3 separate regions of the Zea mays genome follow, and regions 2 and 3 are each linked to region 1. The links are chromatin contacts, called in public Hi-C maps. All regions are on one chromosome and are shown on one strand. Each heading gives the region's core, a stretch centred on a gene start, on an enhancer-like site or on the middle of the called end of the contact. The rest is flanking DNA. Distances are from core to core; before and after follow the strand shown. Region 1 holds the start of LOC100193386 (B3 domain-containing protein). Region 2 holds the start of LOC100281735 (UMP/CMP kinase 1). Region 3 holds the start of LOC541700 (6-phosphogluconate dehydrogenase 2).

The links. Hi-C and Micro-C count contacts between places; a contact is called where the count stands out from the background.
Region 2: a contact with region 1 is called in a Hi-C map of leaf, with 2.9 times the contacts expected there. The contact joins the promoter of LOC100281735 here to the promoter of LOC100193386 in region 1. A contact is called at or near these places in 4 of 25 Hi-C or Micro-C datasets (ear, leaf and tassel).
Region 3: a contact with region 1 is called in a Hi-C map of root tip, with 2.9 times the contacts expected there. The contact joins the promoter of LOC541700 here to the promoter of LOC100193386 in region 1. A contact is called at or near these places in 9 of 25 Hi-C or Micro-C datasets (bundle sheath, ear, endosperm and 3 more) and 1 of 3 datasets of contacts at active chromatin or transcription factors (leaf).

The regions. Positions count from the first base shown.
Region 1 is chr6:66,876,982-66,880,950 of Zm-B73-REFERENCE-NAM-5.0, forward strand. LOC100193386 (B3 domain-containing protein) reads right to left here and starts at 2,205. Exons shown (of 3, transcript NM_001352251.1): 1 at 2,107-2,205; 2 at 1,818-2,004; 3 at 944-1,739. The coding sequence starts at 1,970. The coding sequence ends at 1,398. LOC114574132 reads right to left here. Exons shown (of 1, transcript NM_001369640.1): 1 at 2,300-3,969. The coding sequence ends at 3,152.
Region 2 is chr6:66,681,378-66,685,346 of Zm-B73-REFERENCE-NAM-5.0, forward strand. It overlaps LOC100281735 (UMP/CMP kinase 1), which reads left to right and starts at 1,636. Exons shown (of 8, transcript NM_001368088.1): 1 at 1,636-1,764. The coding sequence starts at 1,762.
Region 3 is chr6:67,035,719-67,039,687 of Zm-B73-REFERENCE-NAM-5.0, forward strand. LOC541700 (6-phosphogluconate dehydrogenase 2) reads right to left here and starts at 2,204. Exons shown (of 2, transcript NM_001279373.2): 1 at 2,054-2,204; 2 at 1-1,395. The coding sequence starts at 1,384. LOC100272751 reads left to right here and starts at 2,631. Exons shown (of 9, transcript NM_001360110.1): 1 at 2,631-3,969. The coding sequence starts at 3,124.

The DNA of each region.
Region 1 (3,969 bases), core at 955-3,454:
TAGAAGTGTTGAATACGTTCCTCGGGGTATTTTGAACTTATTCAAAGAGTAGAATTATTGGTAGTTCATCTATTCCATGTTTATCCCTATTTGGTTGAGTCTGAGCTGATTCTGACTAAGAAACTGAACTGTTGAATCTTATGAACCTGTGAATCAAAGACTAGGCAAACTAGTTAGTCTGAATGGTTGTGATGGTCATCAAGCACCAAAATATAAGAAATAGTTTAAGGCCATTTCTCTTTCAACTGGTGATTGATAAAGTATGTCTATATGTTAATAAATTGGTCTATGAGACTACTGAGTGTGCGTTAAATTGATAAACACTTGTGTGAATTATGAATTGTTGATGAACTGATGAGTGATGAGTTGTATTAATTTGGTGTTACATTGATGTGGTTTATTAAAATATGAGTATAATTGCTATTTTTATTATTAAATTGATTTGCAATTAACAAAAAATTGATTATTATATATATTGTTTTTTTCTGCTCTGTCTCGCAAGCTAAATGAGCCAGCCCAAGCTCGTAAAGGAATCGAGATGACTCTGTGGCGCCGAACCAGACTCGTTAACCCTAAGGCTATCTCCAGCAAGGGTCTGTATATGGTCCTGTACGTTAAATTTAGAGGACGCCAAGCTCCTCTAGCCCTCCAGCAGCACACGGTAAAGCGTCTGGTAAAAATAGCGCGCGTCGCTGGACACTCTAAACTTGGAGGTTGTTCGGGCGTCCGCTATCCGTGGCTCCTACTCCCTTCTGCGCTGGGACAGACACATGGAGAGCGCTGGTTGGATCCGTACATGGTCTCGTTAATGAAAAGTTGTGTATAAAATAAGAATGAGTAATATTATTTCTATAGAGGATATAATTTAGAGGACGCTGCTGGATAACGAGATGATATAGATGATATAATCTTTTATAGTGCACTGTAAATGACACAGAATATTCCTTTAAAGGACACAGAATATTCATTTAGATAACGCTGCTCGAGATAGCCTAAACACTAAACTCGGTCGAGCTATTCAGCTCTAGTTATTGACACGATGGATGGACACAAAGGATGATGCTCATTGAACACATCTCTTCAAGCATGCCGCGTCTACTGGAATGTGGTAGCATCAGCACACTTGGTGATAGCGTCTACTATGTACTGTCACAGCAGAAAGCTGGTAGCATCAGCACACTTGGTGATGGAGCAACCGTGTCCACAGGAAGAGGAAGGTCTGCAGCTGAAAGAAAGAAACTGGCTACAAGATCCACGAGGACCAGCGAGCTAGCTAGAGCAGGGGCAACAACAAAATACAACGACGATGCTACCTAGCTCCTGAGCGTCTCGTCTCCTCTACAGACTGCACTGCACCACTACTAGTCTACTACGTACTACTCTCCCCGCAGTTGGATCTAGTCCACAATGACGAGTGGATCGTCGGAGGTGGCGCCCCGGGAGGTGATCTCAGCCGGCAGGCCGCCGCGGAGCACCTGCACACGGAACACCACCTCCCCCTGATCCTTGCTGCCGTCTCCGTCTCCTTGGGTTGCATCAGTACTGGGCACAAGGAGCTCGAAGACGCAGGCGTCCCCGAGGCGGAGCCCGTTGTCGCGGGCGAAGTCCCTCCACGCCCCCTGGAGCCTCTTCCACTTGCCGACGCCCGCGTAGCTCACCGTCCACGACCGGTCGCGGCAGAGGAGCACCGCGGGCGCGCGCGCCTCCGGGAGGTGGCGGTGGAAGCGAACCGGGATGACCTGGAACAAACAGTACGGTGTGCTCCTACGTGCGTGCGTTCCGGATTGGGGAAAAAGAAAAGAAAAGAAAATGTGTACCAGCTGAAAGGGGTTCTGGACTTGGCTCTTGCGCATGACGCTGGTGAAGAAGGGGTTGTCGCCGGACAGCGGGGTCACCTCCCAGTCGTGTGAAGCCTCCAACGGCGGCTCCACCTTTGGCTTCATGCTGGGTGCACTGCCACGGACCTCCATCCAATCCAACAGGGATCAAAGAGCTAGCTGCTGCCTAGGTTAGGAAGATTGTGGCCAGCAGAAAGACTCGAGAGATTTATTAGATTGCCATATGCTCGCTCATATGTAGTGCAATTCAGCCAGGGCAGGAGCGTACCTGAGAGCAAGGCGAAGAAAAACGGTCTGCACCGGCATCAATGACGGAAAGCCCTCATTGGAGAGAGTTGCTCCGAGAGCCAGCCCAGCCATCATAAATGGCAGACACCTACCAGGATTGGTCAGGCTAACCAATGGCCCGGCCTGCACGTCAGGGTTTCAGTCCTTCACCTGTCATTCCGATAGCCAACACCGATGCCATGCAGCCCATGCTTGCTCACCGGCCGTACACTCTTTCTGATCTTTTTTTTTTTTGCTTACTGGCAGATCCAAAAGTTGTCTGTGGGTCTTAAAGGATCAACACCTGACATATTTGTTGACAACGCAGCATACAGAAAGCTCCTTTTCTAATAGACCACAGGTCTCTTCTCATTTTATATGCCTCCCAATATTTGCAGTATATCTCAATCATGCAACTTAAGATTGCGCCACAATTAAGCGAATTCTCTTATACTGATTCAAGTAACAGACAACGTCTTCTAGCGTACCTGTACCTGTGATTGTATTACGGGGAGTGTCTGGTTTCGCTGGAGAGGAACCAAGGCAGTCATCGTCAAGCTTGCTGAACCTTGGCAGCAATTGGCAAGTACAAGTCAGCTGAATCAGACAAGGCGTTTAGCTTATTTCCTTCAGTTTCCAGTGCTCATCTCATCGTGTACATTTAGCTTCACTGCTTCAGACAAGGCATGATGATGAAAAGCAGTGCCCTCAATAGACATAAATATCTTGTGCACTACTTTTATTTAGAAATAATAATAAAAAAATGTATCAATGACAAAGCCGAATGGACTGAAACCTGTAACTCTACAATAGGTTCACTAGCTTAAACCAAGAGCCATCAATGCAAAGGGTGGCTACACAGACTAAAAAAGAACATGGTATACATTCCTCATTAAATCAACATATCGAATGCCCCCGATCAAATTCAAAACATGGTCGGTGAAAAAGATAGAATAGTTAGCTTTACCTGTTAGTCTAATTGTATACTTGTATAGCAGCTGTATATCATCTCGGAAATGGATATTCAGACTGCCTTCAACATTTCACTACCAGTAGTCTCCACATGAACATTTACCATCCTTAAAATGGTGAAAGCGTTGAATGTCTCTCATGATTATTTCCCGTCCTGTCAGTAGAGATATTAACTTGGTTGCATTATGACAGTCGTTACAAACTCGAAGGTTCTTCTTTATCTGAATTGTCGTGCCAGGGGCTGTTCGAATGAGCCCATATGCAATAGCAAGCTTCTCACTGTGGGTGTTAAGCAGCTGTGCCTTGACATCATCCTCCACATCATGTATTGAATCAGTGTCTGGCACATAGCCCATATCTTTGATCTCTTCGATGAGCTTAGCCAGTCTTGCGTATATGTCCTTCGCGTGCTGGTGATTTGTGCTTCCAGAGTAGAAGGTATGGACCTCATTTTTGAGCTGGATAATACTCCATCCAGGAGTCTTCTGGAGTCCTTTCTTCTCCATAGCAGTCCTCACCCTCGCGACGTCTTTCCACATTGAAGCGTTTGCATAAATGTTTGCCAAAAGGACATGATACACCCCCTCCTCTGGGCCCAGCTCAAAGATTATCTGTGCTGATTCTTCAGCCAATTCAACATTCTTGTGCAACTTGCAAGCACCTAACATTGCACCATAAACACTAATGCCAGGTTCTATAGGCATGTTTTTGATGAAAGACCAAGCTTCGTCTAGCTTCCCAGCTCGTCCAAGTAGATCCACCATGGTACCGTAGTGCTCCATTCCAGGTTCAAGCCCATAGTCCTTCTTCATGCTAGCAAAATATTTCTGCCCTTCATCAACCAAACCAGCATGACTGCAAGCTGCAAGAACCGAGAGGAATGTTGTCTCGT
Region 2 (3,969 bases), core at 386-2,885, 200 kb before region 1:
ATCTGCGGGTAGTAGCATGTTTTGCCAAAGGATTTGAGTCATGTTACTTGAGCAATATTTGCTCAAAAGACATCTTAAATCTGGAAGAGATTGAGTTATTTGTCTCGCAGATAACTCAAAAGACAAGATGGATGGATGTGGCAGGCATAGAGTTTGCATCCAGAAAGGCTAACCTGCTCGTTCTTGGAATTAATTTTCTGGACATATCCAGAGAAGGGCACCAGAGCAATGCAAGCACATGAATTATTTGAGACACTAGGGTCTAGGGGTGCCCGCGTGCTGGGTCAAAGTCATGCCTAGTTTAATAGGACCTTGATTTTGTTGAACAACGGCAATCGTTAATAAAAATTTTTTTAGAAATAACTCTGGCCCTACGTTTAAGGCTGGTTTGCTGGCTAGGAAAACTAGAGAGAATATATGAGGATCATCTCATCTTTCTATTTAATTTTGAATAGAAAGGTGATTCCTCTTCATGGACCACCTTCAATTCTTTGGCAACCAAATCAGTCTTGAGATTTTAAGTTCGTCATATTATATTAAAGATATTGTCGTATGTGTATGTCCATTAGACGGGTAGAGATCGGCCCATGCGGGTTTGTTCGGTTAGGAGTAAATTGAAAGAGGATCAGAGGGGATTAAATCCCTTCCTATTCAAAATTAAATAGAAGGGAATTTGATACCCTCAGGCCTTGTTTGAAAACTACCGTATTCATCTTATTTAAGTAGATTGCAGTGCAATTTAAACTAATTTACACCTCAATCCACCTCAATACTTGTGGATTGTGGTAAATACGAGAGTATTCAAATAAGGCCTGAGACCTTGTTTAGATACTCTAGTATTCATCTGAATCCATATGTATTAGGGTGGATTAGGTGTAAATTAATTTAATTTATATCTAAATCCACATCAATACATATGGATTAGCGTGAATAGTAGACAAAGCCTTAATCTTCTCTAATACACTTAGGGCATATACAAGGGTTGTTTTAAGTTGTGTCTCAGAGTGTGTCTAGAGGGGTGAATGTAAAAAAACCAAAGACATGTATCTTGACGAAGACACAGTGTCTTAGCTCTATGTTCGAGAGAGGAGACTAACTGATTGGTCACTTTAATTTATTGAATGCTCTAATTGGTACAATAAATATGGTAAGACACATGTTTTAGACATGACCACTGTATTATATTGTGTTTTAGTTATGTTTTATACTTTGAGTACCGTGCAACAGTGTCTAGGATGCCTTTTACGGACAATTTCTGCGGTGGCAGCGGCCGGTGAAGATCGAGCTTCTCCCCTACCGCTGAAGTCACTCCAAAATTTAAAATGTACATAGTAGGCTTATATAGTTATGTACTGCAGTACTTTAGTACTTGTTATCTTTTAACAGCTACCCGTTATATTAGCACTGAACAAGAATCAATAGTGGATGGATCAATCTATAGGCACGTGCGTGTTGGATTGGATGGAATGGAATCGACCACATCTTTCGCGTCGCAGCCAGTTGCCCACCCCCCTGTGGAGGTGGAATTGGAATCGAAATGGGAATGGGAATCCCAGCGCCAGCCAGCTTTGCACCTCTCTTTGAGCTTCCTCCTGTCCTTTTGCTGCAACTAGTAGCACTGGCTTCATCTAGAGGGACCGTCTCCTCTCCTGCACCCAGACTCCTCTCTCTCTCTCTCTCTCTCTCCCCTCTGTGTGCGGTGTGCCCTGGCCTCCTCCGCCGCCATTGCAGCGAGCAAGATCAATCCCTCTGCTGCCATTCATGGTAACTATATATTTCTTTCTTGCTCTCACGTTCCTGCTCGAATATTCTTTCTAGCATGTACATACAGTTAATCGTTTTGTTTCCTCTTCTATTGTTCTACTGTCTGTGTCAATCGGATGCTTTTTTTTGCAACGTATTTTGAACAGAAGATGGAATTAAGTGTGTTCTACAGATCATACGAAAAATGAAAAAGGGGGAGATAAACAAACAAAACAAAACAAAACAAAAAAATCACACCATACGTACGTCAGTCTCTTTGTTTCCTTCACTTCTTTTAATTAATTAATTAATGATGATGAAAATGAAAAAAAACAATTCTTTTGTTTATTTCCTCTCGCCCGGATGGCAGATGCGATCAAGGAGTCCATCAATCAATCAGGACATGTACAGTAGTGTTTAATGTGGAGGCTCTTAGCCTCTTAAGATGTTTAAGAGGGTTATTTATAAAAAAATCTTAGAGCCGTCTCTCCGTGAAGAGACGCCTCTGGCTCGTAAACCAAGTAGCAACAGATGCCTCACTTCTCACTATACGAATTTGTCGTCTGTTCTATCGATCTGATGTTATATAAATACATTTAATTCTGTATTTATTAATAGACTATGTTTATAGACACTCTACTGTACAATAGAGTCTCTTAGTTACCTCCTGTGCTTGGAGAACCGTTTTGGTGTCTCTCCACTGTACATGCCCTCGTCATATCACTCAGCATCTCATTCACACGGGCGCTTTTTACAAGTCATGCTGGTCCATCAACAAGTTTGACTTGATGGCGGTCATACCCTTCATGCCCAGTGTTTTCAACATTTTGATATCCTAAACGAAGCTAATATCATCTTGCTACCAAAGAAGGAAGGTGCGGAAAAAATCGAAGACTTCAAGCCTATCAGCCTAATTCAATGTGACGCTAAGCTTTTTCTGAAGCTTTTTTCCCTCAGGCTCCGGTCATGGAGAACATCGTTTCCAAGTGTCCGAGCGCCTTCATCAAGGGAAGAAGTACCTATGATACCTTCTTGTATGTTCGTAGCATGGCAAGGAAATTCCACCAAAACAGATCTCCGATGCTTCTCATCAAACTTGATATCTCCAAAGCTTTCGACTAATTCAGATGAGACTACCTTTTAACTCTTCTCTCTCAACTTGGTTTCTGGATCGCTACAGTGCTGGCCACATCCTCGTCCCAGGTTCTTCTCAATGGGATCCCGGGGCAATCGTTCTACCATGGAAGGGTGACCCACTTTTGCCTCTACCTTTTGTCCTGGTATTGGAGCCGCTGCAAAGAATGCTCAGCTTAGCAACTCAGGCTGGAACTCTGTCACAAATATCTAGCAATAGATTGCGGCTTCGTGTCTCAATGTACGTAGATGATATCTACTGTCATTTTCATCAAACCCATCAAAAGCGAATTAGACGCCTTGACCTACATTCTTCATGGTTTCGGGAAGGCATCCAGGCTCCAAACCAATATTCAAAAGTCATCCTTCCTGACAATTAGATGCGATCACATGAACCTCAATGAAACCATTTGCAACTTCCCTGCGACTAGGGCGTTTTTCCCAGTCAAATACCTCGGCATCACTCTGACAGTTTCTAGATTGAGAAAGGTAGTTTTTCAGTATCTACTGGACAAGGTGCATAACAGGATGGTGGCCTGGAAAGGGCGCAACATCACCCATGCTGGAAGACTTATCCTTACTAAGGCGGTGCTTTCCTCGCAGCCGACTCATACACTTTCCGTCCTCAACGCCCAAAGTATGTGTTTAAGGACCTTGATAGGATCAGTAAAATGTTCCTTTGGGCCGGTGGAGAAAACCTAATGGGAGGGAAAATGTAAAGTGAACTGGCCAACGGTGACACGTCCTGTCAACCTCGACGGCCTTGGAATGCTTGATTCAAAAAGATTTTCTAGAGCGTTGCAGTTACGTTGGTTGTGGCTGGATGGGCAAACCCTGATGCTCCATGGGCGGGGCTCGAAACTCCTTGCACCAACACTAACCAACTTCTCTTTGCGGCGGCAACAAGAATAATAATCGTCACAATTTGACAGTCAAGGAAGCGCTAGTTGACCATGGTTGGGTGAGAAGTATCAACTTACAGTTCATCTCGGCAATCGACCACTTGAGCCAATTCATTGAGCCTTGGACAATTGTGCAATCTATGCGCCTCGTGCAAAATACGGAGGATGAGATAACTTGGGCCTTCACTCA
Region 3 (3,969 bases), core at 954-3,453, 160 kb after region 1:
CCCTCTCGTAGGTGTGAGCCCCGAAGTAGTCCCTCTGGGCCTGCACCAGGTTGGCAGGCAGCCTGTCCCTGCGGTAGGAGTCGAAGTAGGCCAGGCTAGCGGACATTCCCGGGGTGCTGACGCCGTTGTTGATGGCGAGGCACACCACCCTGCGCCACGCCGCCTGCCTGTCCATGATCTCCTGCGCGAACTCGGGGTCTACGAGCAGGCTGGCGAGGCCCGGGTTCCTGTCGTAGGCCTTCTTGATGCGGTCCAGGAAGATGGCGCGGATGATGCACCCGCCCTTCCAGATCCTGGCCAGCTCGCCGAGGTTGAGCCCCCAGCCTTTCTCCGCGCTCTTGGCCTTGATGATGTTCATGCCCTGCGCGTAGCTGCAGATCTTGGACGCGTACAGGGCCTGCCTCACGTCCTCCACCAGCTGCGCCTTGTCCACCGGCGAGCCGGTGGAGTAGTAGTCACCCTGGAAGATCTTGGAGGCCTCCACCCGCTCGTCCTTCAGCCCGCTCAGGAACCTCGAGTCCAAGGACGCCTCGATCGTAGGAGCGGCCACCGACAGCTCGGCGGCCTGCTGCACCGTCCACTTCCCTGTCCCTTTCATCCCGGTCTTGTCAAGGACCTTGTCCACCAGGTAGCCATCGCCATGCTCGTCCTTGATGCCAAAGATGTCGGCCGTGATCTCGATCAAGAAGCTCAGGAGCTCGCCCTTGTTCCACTCGGAGAACACCTGGTGCAGCTCACTGTTGGTGAGCTTACCGACCGACTTGAGAACGTCGTATGCCTCGGAAATCAGCTGCATATCGCCATACTCGATTCCGTTGTGAACCATCTTGACAAAGTTGCCCGATCCACCTTTGCCAATGTACGTGACACACGGGCCACTGTCAGGGACCTGAGCAGCCACCTTGAGGACAATGTCTTCGACGTACTTGTAAGCCTCGAACGAGCCTCCGGGCATCAAGGACGGGCCGTTGCGGGCACCCTCCTCTCCTCCAGAGACACCCATGCCAAGATACAGGAGGCCGCGCTCCTCCATGGCCTTCTCCCTCCTCTCCGTGTTCTCGTACCACTCGTTCCCCCCATCGATGATGCAGTCGCCCTGCTCCAAGTGAGCTGCGAGCGTCGCGATGGTCTGGTCAACTGGCGCGCCGGCCTTGACGAGCATGATCACCACCCGTGGCTTCTGAATGGACTTCACAAAGGACGCGGGGTCATGGAAGCCGTAGACGGGAAGGTTTCCTTCTGCCTTGGCACGCTGCACGGTCTCGTCCACCTTGGAGGTTGTCCTGTTGTACACAGAGATGGGGAACCCTTTCTCTGCAATGTTGAGGGCAAGGTTCTGCCCCATGACCGCAAGGCCAGCAAGACCGATTCTTGTGAGCGCCATCTCCTCCTACACTGAGAAAAAAAAATCTATTTCATACATAAGCCGAGCAGGACCCTGGAAACAAAATCTATTTTCATGTACCAAGGTTAAGCGGCCGATGAGGTGAATACATAAGCCGAGGATCAAAGATCATACGCTGCCCTGCGAGTCACAGGGCCGGCTACATATAGGTGTATAGGATGAAACCAACTGAATTTCTTTGAGACGAAGTAACTGAATACACAGCACCGCTAGAGGCGAAAAGAGCAAGAAGGCAAGGTAATGCGTCTCTCTGTCCCCTGGCCGAGTAAACAGTTTTCTAAGCTAAACAGTTTTCTAACTAAACAGTTTTCTAAGCTAAAGCCATTTTGTAGATCGTTTGGCAGAGAAAAGAGGTGTTTGACAGGACTCTAACTTATTTTCAAAGAAAATCCAGAGCGGAAGCCCTCTAAGTTCATCGACTTGCTTCCATGGATCTGGACCGGCAGGCAGCAGAGTAAAATCGGCGATCGGAGCTAGCAGCGCAATCATCTGGATCTCTACACGAATTCAACCCCCAGTCCCCATGCTTCGGGAACAAGAGGACCCAAAGGAGACAAAAAAAGAAAACCTCAACGCGGTGGAACTGAAATCCGGGGAGGACGGAGCTGGAATCGGACAGGGTGCGGAGATCGGGATCCGAAGCCTCACCTATGGAGCTGGCGCGCTGCCGAGTGCCGATTCAGATGCGGAGTTGAATTGGCGATGCCACCACCGTCCGGCCACCTACCTCTCTTTCACTGACCATCGGCCTTCCCTCCCCCACCACTTAAATCGCCAATCGGGCAGGGAAGGTGCCTTTCGCACCTTGCGCAGCAGCCGCTTGGCGGCTTTCGGGGTAGTTGTTGACGAGCGGGGGCAGGCAGCCACCGACGGGTGGGCCCCTTCGTGGTCGCCTGCTCACACCGGTCCCGTCGGCCGCCGCAGCCCGCAGCCCGCAGCCCGCAGCCCGTGAACCATGGCTCGGTTGGTGCTTCTGACGCGGCGGGCCCAACACCCACCCGGTTCCCACTCACGCCAGGGGCCCGGTGGGCCGTGGTGGCAGGGTACGATGGTTGGTGGTGCTCTGACGCAAGCAACTCATCATTCACGCGCGGCCTGCCGTTGCTCGACCGGTCCCACCTCCACCGCCAGCGGCCAGTGCAGTCGTGGTCTTCCTCCTCCTGCGTGTCCTCGTCCTTCTTCATCCGTTTTCCCACTCTGCGTCCGTCCGTCCACGTCCATCCATCCCCATTCCATTCCCCGGTCAAACAAACTGCCCAGAGGAAAGTTGTAGCGCCTTTCCTTTCCTGCAAGTCCAGCGTCGGTTTGATAAGATAATGCGGGCGGGGCGGAGAACGGCAGTTCCCACGCTGCCCAGTGCAAAGATGTGTTGTTCGTTGCTGACTGACTGACCCGAGCCGCCGAGCGGGAGTCGTTGGGGGGCCCCGCCCGGGCCTGCACCAGCACCGCCGGTTGCGGTTGCTGGTTGGCTGGCCACGACCGCCGCTAGTGCCAGTGGAGGGGTTGCATTTCTTCTCTCTGACCCAGCCTGCCTCTCGTTGGACCGGTCGTCGTCGAGGCCACTCCGTTCACTCCACTCCACCCAGGGGTGGGTCGGGAATTGAATTCCCCGCCGTCTCTACGCCTGCTGCCGCGGGTGGAAAATATCTATCTGCACCGGGACGGACTAGTCGCCCGCGCGCAAGGTGCTCGACGGATTGCTGCTACACCGGGCAGGCATGGCGGCGGGCCGGGGCGACTGGGAGGACATGGTGCGCCGGATGTTCCCGCCGGGGACCACCATCCCGGAGCCGCTGCCCGACATGGACTACTCCTTCGCGCTGACGTACAACGGGCCGGACGTGTCGTACGAGCTCCCGCGGATCCAGCCCGTCTGCGTCCCCGCCATACCCACCGCCGAGCCGGCCTCGGGGCCCCTGGGGCTCGGCAGCGGCGTCGTGCCCGTCGCGCCCGTCGTCGGCCCTGCTGCGGCCCGTGCCCGTGCCAACCCGCCGGCAGCGTCCCGGGCTGGTGCTGCTGATCGCCGTGCCGCGAGGATGACGCCGTCGGATTCCTCCGATGACGAGGAGGACGACGCCGGCAGCTCCGGCTCCCGCTCCACGAAGGCCTCGAGGCCTGCAGTGCCGGAGGGGAGGCGACCTCAGGTGGTCACGTTCGGGGTGCCGGAGGAGGACAGCGGCGGCAGGTACGAGAGCAGCGAGATGGACGGCGGACACGACGCGGCGTCCGCCGAGCAGCACGTCGCGGTGACGAGGCCGGCCGAGAGGAAAGGGCGGACCTGCTGCCGCCGCTGCGGGAAGAGCAAGTGGGAGAGCAAGGAGTCGTGCATCGTCTGCGACGCGCGCTACTGCGGCCACTGCCTGCTCCGCGCCATGGGCTCCATGCCCGAGGGCCGCAAGTGTGTCACCTGCATTGGCCAGCCCATCGACGAGGCCAAGCGCTCCAGGCTCGGGAAGGGCTCTAGGATACTGTCTCGCCTGCTCGGCCCCCTGGAGGTCAGGCAGATCCTCAAGGTCGAGAAGGAGTGCCAGGCGAACCAGCTCCGGCCTGAGCAGCTCCTGGTC